Linked DNA regions of Sus scrofa: region 1 is linked to region 2. Evidence: chromatin contacts called from public Hi-C data. All regions are on one chromosome and are shown on one strand. The core of a region is the stretch at or near the end of the contact, and the rest is flanking DNA. Distances in the headings are between cores, read along the strand shown. Region 1 overlaps ARHGEF11 (rho guanine nucleotide exchange factor 11). Region 2 holds the start of ARHGEF11 (rho guanine nucleotide exchange factor 11).

The links. A called contact is a pair of places that touch in the nucleus more often than the background predicts.
Region 1: a contact with region 2 is called in a Hi-C map of alveolar macrophages, with 1.7 times the contacts expected there. The contact joins the enhancer-like site here to the promoter of ARHGEF11 in region 2. A contact is called at or near these places in 1 of 5 promoter capture datasets (liver), 4 of 47 Hi-C or Micro-C datasets (adipocytes, alveolar macrophages, embryonic fibroblasts and 1 more) and 1 of 2 datasets of contacts at active chromatin or transcription factors (alveolar macrophages).

The regions. Positions count from the first base shown.
Region 1 is chr4:93,104,230-93,110,764 of Sscrofa11.1, reverse strand. It overlaps ARHGEF11 (rho guanine nucleotide exchange factor 11), which reads right to left. Exons shown (of 42, transcript XM_021089647.1): 2 at 6,249-6,281; 3 at 5,083-5,097; 4 at 4,664-4,752; 5 at 3,044-3,142. Among named protein-coding and RNA genes, the nearest start is that of ARHGEF11, 62 kb to the right of the region's middle. Within about 2 kb of position 3,909, at least 2 of the 83 cell types and tissues checked have an H3K27ac peak or open chromatin away from gene starts, as enhancers often do. A contact at or near this core is called in alveolar macrophages, where this site is marked.
Region 2 is chr4:93,044,194-93,050,582 of Sscrofa11.1, reverse strand. It overlaps ARHGEF11 (rho guanine nucleotide exchange factor 11), which reads right to left and starts at 5,050. Exons shown (of 42, transcript XM_021089647.1): 1 at 3,514-5,050. The coding sequence starts at 3,545.

The DNA of each region.
Region 1 (6,535 bases), core at 2,660-5,159, 61 kb before region 2:
TTTTTTGAATTTATATGCCTTATATTTTACAAAATTAAGGAGAAAAAGCATTCCTCAGTCAGACACAATATCCATACCTATAATACATTCAGGTAATGGAGACACAACCATTTCACATAAAGGCTACTGCAGCAAGAATTTTCAAACCGTGGCCCCTAAGTCCTGAGAGGCCTGTAAAGATATTCTGGGGGCTCATATGATTAAAAGCGATAATGAGAGTTCTTGGCATGGCTCAGCAGTTAACAAACCCGGCTAGTATCCATGAGGACGTGGGTTTGATCCCTGGCCTCGCTCAGTGGGTTAAGGATCCAGCATTGCCATGAGCTGTGATGTAGGTCACAGATGTGGCTCGGATCTGGCAGATGCTGTGGCTCTGGTGTAGGCCGGTGGCTACAGCTCTGATTTCACCCCTAGCCTGGGAACCTCATATGCTGCGGGTGCGGCCCTAAAAAGACAAAAAAAAAAAGAGGTGATAATGAAAATTGCTTTATTTTCTCTTAAAAAATTGCTTTAGACTATTTAGTTTCTCCTTGACAAGTGGACTCAGTTAAGAGCTTCTGATTTGTGACCGAGAGGTTTTCAGAACACATCTCAACTGTTCCAGGTGAGGAACCACTCAGCTCGAGCTGCAGTGGTTTTGACCACCAGGTACAGTCATCCCTCGGTATCCAGTGGCGATTGGTTCTAGGACCACATGGACACCAAAATCTGCAGACGCTCAAGTCCCTTACTTGAAATGACATAGTACACAGCCACGGGTTTCTCTTCTGTGGATTCAGCCAACTGCAGATGGAAACTTCAATCTGCAGTTGGTTGAACCCGTGGATGTGGAATTCTCAGTTGCAAAACTTACAGATAAGGAGAGCCAAATGCCGTTTTAAATAAACTAGACTCCTCGTTTAAGTTATACCCAGGAAGCATAGGAAACACGAATGTTGAAATAAGTTCATGAGAAACATTAAAATTATGTCTTTTGTAAATGTGCCCCAAGATGATCATTAAATCTGTAAGTTACATTCATCTGATCAAAACAAAACTCCCACAAAGCACATCTAGATGTTTCCAGTCTCAAGAGAGAAATTACAGTGATGACGACACTCCAATTTGGCTTTTCAGTATTCGGACCAAGACGCCCCTCATCTGCTATTTATGGAAGAGTACTTGTGAGTAGCTCGAAAACTCTCTTCCATGGTCATCTACAAACTAAAGGTGGAGAGGAAAGCACAGCTTGCCTGACTGTATGAAACACGTGAGACAACGTCTCGTAACTGAGTGATTCAAAACGAACTCTTCAGAGTAAAGGAATTAGAGCAGAGGTTCTAGGCTTCAGTAAACAGGAGAATCACCAGGAGGATTTGTTAAAAAGCATATTTCTTGGACCCTTGCCAGAAAGGGACTTGGCACCTCTGGGACTGGGCCCAGGAAAGAAGATTTCAGTCGTCCTAGGGCCTAGGTAATCTGATGGAGGCAGGACATGGACCACGCTTTGAGAACTAGTGAGCTGAGAAACCCCAAATCTGGAAAAGATAACAACTGCTTTGTTACTCTTGTGATTTCGATGCCAATCCAAATGAAGTCTCTTCCTCTCTCCTGCCCAAAACACACACACACACACACACACACACACATTTTCCAAAACTCCTATTTTACTGCAAGCCATCTTTTTGTTCTTTCCTCTCTAGTCTGACTCTGCTCAGGCCTCAGAGGAGAAAGAACTGGAGGGGTGATGAACTCACACTTCACCAGAGGGGATCCCCATACTTTCTGTATCAAGCAAAGTCTAAGTTACTGGCGGTCCCACTCGCTCGGGCTCATCCTAGTCCAGGAACCTTGACAGAACACGGAAGCAACGAATAAAAGTATCTTATTGGAGTTCTACCCTAGGATGTGAAAAATGAAACACCCACTGATAATTCACAAACATAAAGAAGCTATGACTATTTACAGCCTTGTATGATACTCACACCCCATTTTGTTCATAAATCTGAAATTCTCCTTTCACCTTTCCCATAAATAAATCCCAAATATTTGTCCCAAACTATGGAAAGTCTATCTCCTTCCTGTTTTGCCCCGTACTTGGTGGGGAAACGCGGGCCAGCTCCCGACTCTTTCCTTCTACTCTTCTTCAAGCCTGTGATGTGCCACCTGCCAGGCCCAATCCCATGCGCTACGGTGAAGTTTACTGCTCTTAGGGATACTTGTCCCACACTCTCCCCCACTCCCATGTCCTTCCTGACCGTCTTCTTCACTCTGGGTCACTTAACAGCAATGACTCTACCATGTGACATATGACGGTGCTTTGAAACATCCGAAGCTTTTTCACACATAGACGGTTCCTCGACTGATTTGCCTGCAATGCCCTCCCACTCTCTACTCCCTTCGCACCAAATCCCCATCCTGCCAGTGTGTTTTCCATTTCCATCTTTCCAACCACCCCTGAAATCCCACTTTCTTCTCAGAAGGCTTCCCAGACCGATCAGAGGGAAACGACTACGCTTCGTAACACAAACTTCCAAACGCCCTTTCCTCCTGGGTGTTGTCCAACACGCATCTTTTGGTCATTTATTACTTAGTGTTCACGGTACTTGCAAATACGTTTGGGACCACTGGGCCTGGCTCAACCGTGAACATAACTGTGAACAACTGTGAGCACCAACGTGACCACCACAGCGCACTGAGCAAGGTCACGTGAAGGTGAGTGTGAAGAGGGGGTCTTGGATTTCTCCACAGCATCTTCTGACCCAGGAAGAAGGGCTCCCCTGGAGGGCAATCAGGTGCCTGCCTGATGACCTGAGGGCTATTCTGGCAGTTTCACACTTTCCACAGGGGAAACAAGCCTCCTGTGAGCCTGAAATTCTGCCTGGAGGCTCAGCATTGTGGAGACCTCCTGAGACACCCTGTGGAACCAGTTCTAGAGTAATTCATTTATGCCCCAGGACGCCCGGGCCTGTAGGGAAAGCACACACAAGTTCTCTGAGCCTACGGCACTGTCACACACATGATGGCTTTGTACGAACACAGGTGGCAGGGACACAACACTCACCGGGCCGCACAGACTGCACCAGAACGATGCGATCCCCACTGACTGTGAAGCCAAAGCCATGCTGGTCCTTTTGGATGATGACACAGCGTTGAACAAGACCTGGTGAGAGGTAAGAAGGAGAAAGAAGGGGTTGGGTAGGAACTGTCATTGCAAAGTTAGTGCACACGAGCCAAGACCAACCCAGGAAAAACCCGGTGCGTTTCTTCTTCCAAGAAGCCTTTCCAGACTGAACCAGATTCCCCAGACCTATCTATCCTGTCCAAACACACTACTGCACTGCATGCTTTTCTCAGTGATCGACAAAACCCTCTCATCAACTTTGTATTCTATACAAGAAATTCCCTTCTCTGAGGCGCTGAGATGTCTGTCTCTCTTGTGTGTCTGTTTTTTTAGGTCTGTTTGGATGAGACTGACCAAAGAAGGAGCATAGCCAACTCCAGGCTGAAGACTAATATCACAGGGAGTTCCCACTGTGGCTCAGCAGGTTAGGAATCTACTGACATTGTCTCTATGAGGATGCAGGTTCAGTCCCTGGCCTCGTTCAGTGGGTTAAGGATTCAGGGTTGCCACAAGCTGCAGCGCTGGCCCCAGATGTGGCTCAGATTTGTTGGCTGTGGCTTAGGCTTCAGCTGCAGCTCCAATTCAATCCCTAGCCTAGGCACTTCCATATGCCACAGGTGCAGCCATTAAAAAAGAGAAAACAAAAAACAAAAAACTAATATTACAGAGAAACAGCCCTGTGATTGAAGCCTAAATGAGACTGGAAGTTTTCCATCAAATTATGTCCAATGAATTCAGCAGGAGGGACACCAGTGCTTGTTGACTCTCTGAGAAGTTGGCTAAGTCATGTGGGGTGACTCAGGGCTGGCCCCTTGCCAAATCCAGGGAAGGATAAATGACAAGAGAAAACCCCTTCTGTCACATGTACAACCATATGCAGACCGTAGGAAAAAAGAAAGAAAGGCTAGGAGTTCCTGTTGTGGTGCAGCAGAAACGAATCCGACCAGTGTCTGGGAGGATATGGGTTTGATCCCTGGCCTCGCTCAGTGAGTCAGGGATCCAGCATTGTCCTTGAGCTGTGGTGCAGGTTGCAGATGGGCTCAGATCCTGCGTTGCTGTGGCTATGGTGTAGGCTGGCGGCTACAGCTCTGATTCGACCCCTAGCCTGGGAACTTCCTTATGCCATGGGTGCGGCCCTAAAAAGCAAAAAAGAAAAAGAAAAATAACTGTAACTCCCAACGGTCTCCATCCCTGTGGGTGTGTACGCGACATCGTGCGTGTATGTAGGTATATATGTGTGACTGTTTCCCGTAACGGATAAAGCACGAGTTCTAGAATTAAGCCCCTTCTGGTTTCAGGTCCTGGTTTTGTCTCCGACAAGCTTGCACACTTGGTAAATTTCTTAACCCATCTGGGTCTCAGCTTCCTCATCTATAAAATAGGGATAATAAAAGTCCGCTTTCTACCATTGATAAAAGGACTGAAGCGGGCAATTTGTACAAAACATATAACACGATACGAGTTCAATATAAAGGTTAAGCTGTTTAACATCTGCGCTCTGCAGATCTATGTGGGCTAACACGCCTGTGTCCATGTGTTAATGCCTGAGAAGGTGCTTACCTGCTGTCTCAGAGGTGTCAGAGGGTTGGCGGTGGTGGGAAGGGGACTTGCGTTCGGGTGCTGAATCTCCCAAAGACAGGCTACTTAACCTGGAGAAAGAGCAAGAAAAGCACATCAGTGAACTGGGCAGAGAGCGACCAGCCTTGCAGGAGAAGGAAGCTCTGTGAAAAGGGGCCCTAGGTCTTGGGTAACGAGAGACTGACCCTCTCACCCTGTAACCCGCTCAATCTAGTGGGAGATGAGCCACATCTACCCCACTGGCAATACCACCTATCTGGACTCCTAGGCTGGCAGGGCAAGCATGATCTCTTTAATACCCAGCAAGGCGTGAAGGGAAATAGCCCATCCTGGAGTCAGGAGACAAAGAGACAATAGCAAGAACAGGGTGTGCACAAATACACACGCTTGGTGGGTCTTACCAGGCTGCAATGGGGCTGATGGAACAGAACGGAGGCAGCAGAGAAAATGAATGCGAGAAAAAGACAGGAGAAAAACAAACAGCTAGTTAGTTTTAGGCGATGATTTGCAAGGAGGGGGAGACTGCAAGGGTGGGTCAAAACACACAGAAGCCCACAGGGACACAGCAGAGCACTGCACTGGCTGTAGCACAATCTCCCTCACTGAGCTTTGTCCCTTGGGCCCTCTCCTAGGGTAACGAGGCCTTCAGTTGAGTAACTGGCACCTTTACCTGTTGAGTAATTGGCAACTTAGACACTTTTCTAGACGGAAGAGGTACAACAATGGCTCAGGCCTCTGAAATTCTGTTCATTTTGTGTGTGCCACAGGAGAACAGGAATCTGGTCGGTTTGATGGCAGTATTCCAAGCCCCTTCCTACAGGCGGCTAAGGCACCCTGCTTAGAAACTATAAGGCCCTAAAACCTCAAGGTACCACACATCACCAAACCAGAAGGCTTATCACTCGCTCTCTTTAATAGGGCCCCTGCAAGAACAGAAGCCCAGACCAGTGCTGTGCCTCTCCTTCTTAGAAAAGCCTATGGGCTGCCAGTTCCTAATCAACAGTTGCTCCCCCTCCAAAGGGCATCAGCTCCTCATATCTATGGAATGACTATGTAGAAGGGTCTGCATGGAAGCACCGTGGGCAGCGGCAAACCACAGCAAAGAATCCAAGTGTTCACAATGGGTGACTGCGTAAATAAACTGCATTATATCAATATACTGACATGGTATTCAGTCACATAAAAAAATGAGTAGGCTCTTTATATATGATAAGGAATGGTCTCTAAGACATGTTGTTGAGTGAAAAAAGCAAGATGCAGAATTAAGCAGACAATAGGAGAGAAGGAAATGATTTGCTTATATGTTTGTTTACACATACAAAAAATATCTAAAATACCTCTGGATGGGTACAAAAGAAACTTATACCACTGGCTACCTCTAAAGAAGGAAACTGTGCTGGGACAAAGGGATGGAATCGTTTCATTATATTCTTGTTTGTACCATTTAAATTCTGAGTCCTGTAAAGGTACTAACTATTCAAATAATAAGTATTATAAAGTACAAATAAATAACTTGTAGATTTAAAGGGAGGGTCTTCTTCCCCTTTCACCCTGGCACCCCACTTACCTGGACAGGTGAGACTGCTTTTTACTGGCTGATCTTTGGATCAGAGAGAGAAGGACATCAAGGAAGAAGAGAGCGTGGGGCCCAGGAGAGAACGACGCAGGAAAGGAGGAAGAAAGGAAGAAAAACAAAACAAGACATAAACCAGACAAGACACTGGAGACGGTTCAAAAGAAAAGCCACAACTGAGCTAAGAAGGACCCAAGGGTGGAAACTGGCCACAATGCAGTATGGCCATCTTAATAAAACGCAAATTTACCTGCACTATTTTGCTGTTTAAAACCTTTCAG
Region 2 (6,389 bases), core at 3,801-6,300:
AGGGACAAAACTGAAAGGGACGTGAACGGCTACAATGGAGCCTAACTTTCAGTAACAACTGATTGACCCTTCAAGACCAAGATGAGCTACAAATACTTCATGTTTCTTTGGCCCCAGGAGTCACTCCCCCAAGAGGGGATTAAAGACTCTGCTGGAGGAGTTCCCCTTGGTGCGCGGCGGAAGCGAATCTGACTAGTAACCATGAGGTTGCAGGTTTGATCCCTGGCCTTGCTCAGTGGGTTAAAGATCCGGCATGGCCGTGAACTGTGGCGTAGGTCACAGACATGGCTCAGATCTGGCGTTGCTGTGGCTGTAGCTCTGATTCGACCCCTAGCCTGGGAACCTCTATATGCCGTGGGTGTGGCCCTAAAACGAAGAAAAAAATAAAAAGACTCTGCTGGATAAATATTTCACAGCCCTTTACACTTTGAGCCACAATCTCTCTCCACAGACATGGTCCTTCACCATGCTGCTTATGTCCTAGAAAATACACATCACCTAGGAAGCCTTCTCTAATGGACCTTACTTTGACTCCATTTGAAATTAATACATGAATGTCAAAAAATCTAATACGGAAGAATTTATATGTGCTGACATGTTTGTTCATCCCAACATTCATCTGTCAAATAGTGAGCACTCACCCCATGCAAGGTACTAAGCTAGGCATGCAGGATGTACCTGAAAAACCAAAGATAATCCCAGCTTCTACAGAGCTTACAGTCCAGTGTTGCTTTTACACGATCTTCAGGAAACTTATACCTTTCCTAGTTCCCAAGTAGACCGCATGCTCTTTGTAGGCAAGAATTTCTGAAACTCTCTTAGAACACAGCACCTGACACTGGACTCTACACAAGCAAATTGATAAACTCAAAGGGAATCCCTGACTCCATAACCTGGGGCATTTCCTTCCACTCAATCCCTCCAGTATGGTGTACAGTTGTGAATTATTTAAAATCCCTAGGGTCTTGGCGTTCCCGCTGTGGCACAGTGGTTAACAAATCCGACTAGGAACCATGAGGTTGTGGGTTTGAGCCCTGGCCTCACTCCGTGGGTCAAGGTTCTGGCGTTGCCGTGAGCTGTGGTGTAGGATCCCACGTTCCTGTGGCTCTGGCGTAGGAGAGCAGCTACAGCTCCGATTAGACCCCTAGCCTGGGAACCTCCACATGCCGAGGGCTCGGCCCAAGAAAAGCCAAAAAGACAAAAATAAAATAAAATAAAATCCCTAGGGTCTTGAACCTGAGATGTCATAAGGTCCAACCAACAGAATGAACTTACAGCTAAAGGGGTAAGATCCATTGCAACTGGCGATATCTAGAAGGGCACCCAAGCCCCAGAGTTGATCCTTTAAGGGGAAGAGAATCAAGGCGGAGCAGAGGTAGGAACGCTCTCACCCTGCAAGGCTGCATTATCCCACAGAAGAAAATGGTGCTATAACCACAGAAATTATAGGTGCCAGCCCCAAGACAATTAAAACCAACAGCGCAAGAGGGTGCTGAAAAGCATCTCACCCTACCGCCAGACAAGGAGACTAAAACAGTCCCTCCACCTATTCCACAGGACCTGGATACAAACCTTCTTAGACAGGGTGGGGCAACAAAAAGAGCCTCAGGTTCAGGATTAGAAAACCGGTGTTTTTGTCCAGAGTCTGCCATTCATCAGGGAAGATGGCACTGGACTAGCCAAGGATCCTCTCTCAGCCTCCATCACCCCTTCTGGAAAAGGGGACTAATAATCTCCAATTTGTCTGAGGCTCAAATGAAATATGTTCCTATGAAAATGCTCAGAAAAACCATGCTATACAAATCCCGAGAAGACTGGGAGGATATGCAAACTCCCAGAGGCGCCTCTCACACCAGCCCAGGAACCCTCATTGCCTCTTTCTTGCATCCCCAACCCCTGGGTTTCTGTCTTCTCACATCTCTGAATTCAGAGAAAGAGTTCACACACACACACACACACACACACACACACACCCCAATCTCAAAAAGGCAAGTGCGCTAATTCCCAAATTCCAAGGGGATTGGAAAGGTAGCCATGAAACCATTTCAACTCCTTGCCTTGACATGCCTCAGTTCTCCCTCTACAAGAGTCAAGCTAAAGAGAAGCCAACAAAAAGGGGAAGGGATGAGGTTCCAAACAGCCACATACACTTTCTGTCTTTTGTGGCTGTCTGCCTTCTCTCCACTGCCAAGTCAGGTCCCCGTCTGGGGAGTGCTGAACTAATCTAAACGGGACTCTGAGGCAATACTGAGATTACTGTTTTCGAGAGAGAGAGCGAGCGAGCGCGCGAGAGATTATATGCATTTCAGGCCACATTCCACAGCCAAAAAGAAATTATTATTACCATGGATAATCAAAGGTTAACTGCATAGGGAGAAAGCAATTGCTCCCTTCCAAATATTCTTCCCTAGCTCTCCAGTAACCATTGCCCCCCCACCCCCCGCCCCAGGCCTTTCATTGGCTTGTTCAGTCTTCCAACCATCCATCCGTCCAGTTAGGACGTGTGCAGCACCCACACAACAACCCTCTCTCAGGATCCTCAAGGAGAAAGGGTTGAAGAGAAGGGGAGGAAAAGCAAAGGCAGACACCTTAACAAAGTTGTAAACTGTGGTGTTACTGGGGATGTGGAGGCTGGGCAGACTCTGGGGTGGGGGGTAAGAACATCCTGTGCTCAGACTCTAAGGGCCCAGTGCCTCTGCCTGTCAGGCCTAAGAGCCCCACACAACCTCTTCCGGCTCTAGGCAGAGGGAAGGCCCATTTCGCAGAGTCAAGCTTATTAAAAACGGTTGGAAGATTAAACCTGGCGCATCCGCTGATTGGCAGATTTCCATTTAAACCCTAAGCTTGAAGAGGAAGAAATTCTAGTGTGATCTATGCATTTGGGGGCCATTACCAGCCACTGGTAAAAATCCAGACCTGCATGGGTGCAAAGGGTGTTTCTGTCTCATCGTTCAGGGCAAGAACACCCTCCTCAAGGTAGAAACGGGATCCACCCACTTCTCAGTGGATCCATCCACTAAGCCCCACCATTCCACAATGACCAGCCTGGTGGAGGCCCACGCCCCTGCCAGGGCCTTTCCCCCTGCAGATCCAACACCTAAAGCCGGTCCCAATTCACCCTGAGGTCTCACGTGACCAGGCTTGTGCACGCCTCCCACCCCTAGGCTGGCAAGTTGGAGACTCAAATTCAGCCTCTGGCCTGGCAAAAGTCAAAGGCGGCTGGAAGCATTTCCCTCTCTTTCCCCACTCCTGGCATCACCGTCTATCGCTTATATTAAAAAAAACACTGAATCAGGGATATGCTTTGAACATGGACACACACAGAGGGAGAATAAACACACATGCCCAGACAGTACCCAAGACCAATGCTTCTAAACCACCAATTCCCACAGCCCACCCAGACCCTTTTGCAACCTTTTATCAAAATGCAACACCTTCCCTCTCAGTCTTCTTCCTTAAAGGTTTAAAAAAAAAAAAAAAAAAAAAACAACCCCACAATATTAGCAAACCTACCTGTCTATACTCTGGGGTAACCTTACACTCATGGTTTCTCGGTGTCTCCACGGTTCCAGAATCCTGTAGTTCTGAGGTCTTGATCGAGATTGAATCGCTTGCAATTTTTTTAGAAGGGCGAGAGGAGGGCCTCTCAACTTGAAGATTGAATCCTTTTTCCTCCAGCTCTCAGGACCCTGGTAACTGAAGCTCCATTCTACTTCTACCAGTTAACATGGTCTCCTTTCTCAGCCCCCTTTCCCCTCCCCCCTCTTAAAAAAAAAAAAAAAAAAAAGAAAGAAAGAAAAAGAGAAAAACTGTGACCTTCTTAGAAACCAAAAACCCAACCACAAATCTCTTCAAGGTTAGCGCTATGGGCTTAAAAAAAAAAAAAAAAAAAATGAATCACAGAAAGAATGTGCCTTCAAAATATCAGTCTTAACTGCAAAACATGGATAAAAACCATCCTTTTAATCCAGTTTTCCCAGCTGTCCTTCTGTTGGCAAGAGAGCCTCAAGCTCCAAAGGGGGGAAAAACAATTCTCTGGCCTCCAATGCTTAAAACCACAACAACAGATATATTGAGGGACAGAAAAAAAAAAAAGAATAAATCCAAATTGGCACCTGGAAAAAAAAAATCTTGCAGCTGATTTGCACAGTAAAAAAATAAATAAACCATATAATAGTATGTACACAACAGCACTCCTTCCAAGTCCAGTGCAACCCTGGGATCCAAAATTATGAATTTCCTTCAAAAAAAAAAAAAAAGCTTTTACATTAAAGGTTCTGAAATCCTCAAATGAGCCAATCGCAGCCCCCCCAAAAAAATCAAAAAACACCTGAAATGCAATGCTTTTTAACCTTTAAATTGGTAGCAATGCCACAAATCAGAGAAAAAAGTCTCTGAAAATATTCCCCCCTTTTCTTTTTCCTTTAAACTTGCAGGTTTCTCCACCTACCCCAGCCTGATTCCCAGCCCAGGTTCGGCCTTTTTCTGAAAGACAATTTCCTGAGTTAGTTCTGTTTTGCTCCTCCACATCCAGGCTCCGAAAATTTCTCTTGCCTCAGCCTCCATGAAACGGAGATTTCGCTTCCTCGCGTTCCCCCTGCTCTGCCTCTCGCCTGGCCAGAAAAACTGCTCCCTTATTATTACTAGTTTGGATTATTATTGTGGATTTGAGTTCGGGGTGGGATATTCCTCCACACCAGCCTCCCGGACAATCCGATCGCCTGGCTTCTCTCGTTCGGCCTCTCTTTTTCCTCCCTTTCCGCCCCTCGCCTAATCTCGCAGGCAGGAGCCCACCGCGCCTCGCGCAGGACCGCCGGCGGCCTCCGGCTCCCGGCCCCGCTCGCCCGCTCGCCCCACGCCCGACCGCCGCGCTCCGGCCTCGGCGGCTGCGGGACTCCCGGCTCGGGCACAGGCAGGGAAGGCGGCGGCGGCAGGCCGGCACGGGCGGGCGTCCGGCTCCCGGCGTCGCGGCCGCGCTCGCCTCCTTCCGGGCCCCTTCCCCCCCGGCTCGCCGCTCACTCGGGCGCAGGCCCGGCCGGCCGCCCCCTCCCCGCGCTGCCCTCCCTCCTCCTTCCCCGCGAGCCTTTCTCCTTCCCTCGCTCCGGCGGGGGCGGGGCCGCAGGCTCCTCCTCCTCCCGGCGTTGCCCGCCGGCCTTTCCCCTCACGCCGCGGCCGGGGGGCGGGGGCGGGAAACCGACCGCCCTTCCCTGCCGCGATGCTGCGGCCGCCGCTCCCGCCCCGCCGGCCCCTCTCCGGCTCTCCCTGCGCGCACTGCCCCGCGCTGACTCCTCGCCGCCGCTCCTCGGCCGGTTCCCTCCGCGGCCCCACAGTCGCCGGCCTTGCCCGTCGCTGCGGCCTAGCTGATCCCGGGCTTGGCCGAATCCCCGGCTTTTCCTGGCCTGGTCCTTCGACGGCCCCGGCCCGGACCCCGCGAGGCACCGCGCGCCGCCCTCGCCACCACCCCTACCGCCTTCTCTCCGCTTTCTCTTGGGTGCTTTCCCCCCTTTTACTGCCCTGCCCTCCGGACCCGACCTTTGTTTCTTCCCCTCTTCCCACCCCCGCTGCGGTGCCCGGCGCCCCTAGGCCCCCTCCCCACGTATCCTGGGTTTTGCGTTCCCAGTCATCACCCCTGCTCTCCACCGCCCCTGCGTCCCTTCTCCCACCTTTTTTTCCTCTCCTTATTTTGCAAAAATTTGTCGCGCCCTCCTGCCTGGGCTCCCGGAGCTCTTTTAACTGTTTCCTCCCTTTTGAGTGGTTCTCCTCATTTCTAACACCCACTGAAGGTGGGGGAAGAGACCCTTTGGCTCTTCCCTCTCCTGTTGTTTGGGCATCTTAATACCAGGCTGAGTAAAGTGTTTTTGAACTAGATGGAAAATCCTTTCAGAGACAGTTCTCTTTCCACAATTCCCCTCTCATAGAATCACAGTTTCTAAATCTTTCCAAGTAACATGACATTAGTCAGAAGGTCCCAAGCGTTATAGTTAAAAATAATTAAGACAGCAAGGAAACCTTTTTCATTAGGACTGGGAGATGAACTTTGTCTTCTTGCCTAGGTAAATGCTGTTGTAAAACACCCTGCTGGCAGTGATGTATTTGCATTATGTTCTCTCCCTTCTACACCATCTTGGTTGTTCTGGGGGGACTACATGTGTATGTGTATTTAGCTGCACACATCCAGAAGCAATAAAGAGGGAGCTGAGGGACCCCAGCAGTGTTAGAAGTGATGAGCTTGCAAAGAGCAAGAAGAAAGACTAATAAGCATCTGCTGCGGGCTCAGAATGAACTAGAAGCTTCCTCTGAATTATACCAGGTACAAGTTAGTAAATATAAGAATTTCACCCCATCCCCATCTGGCTTCAGTCCCTAAACCAGAAATAGCAAAGACAGGT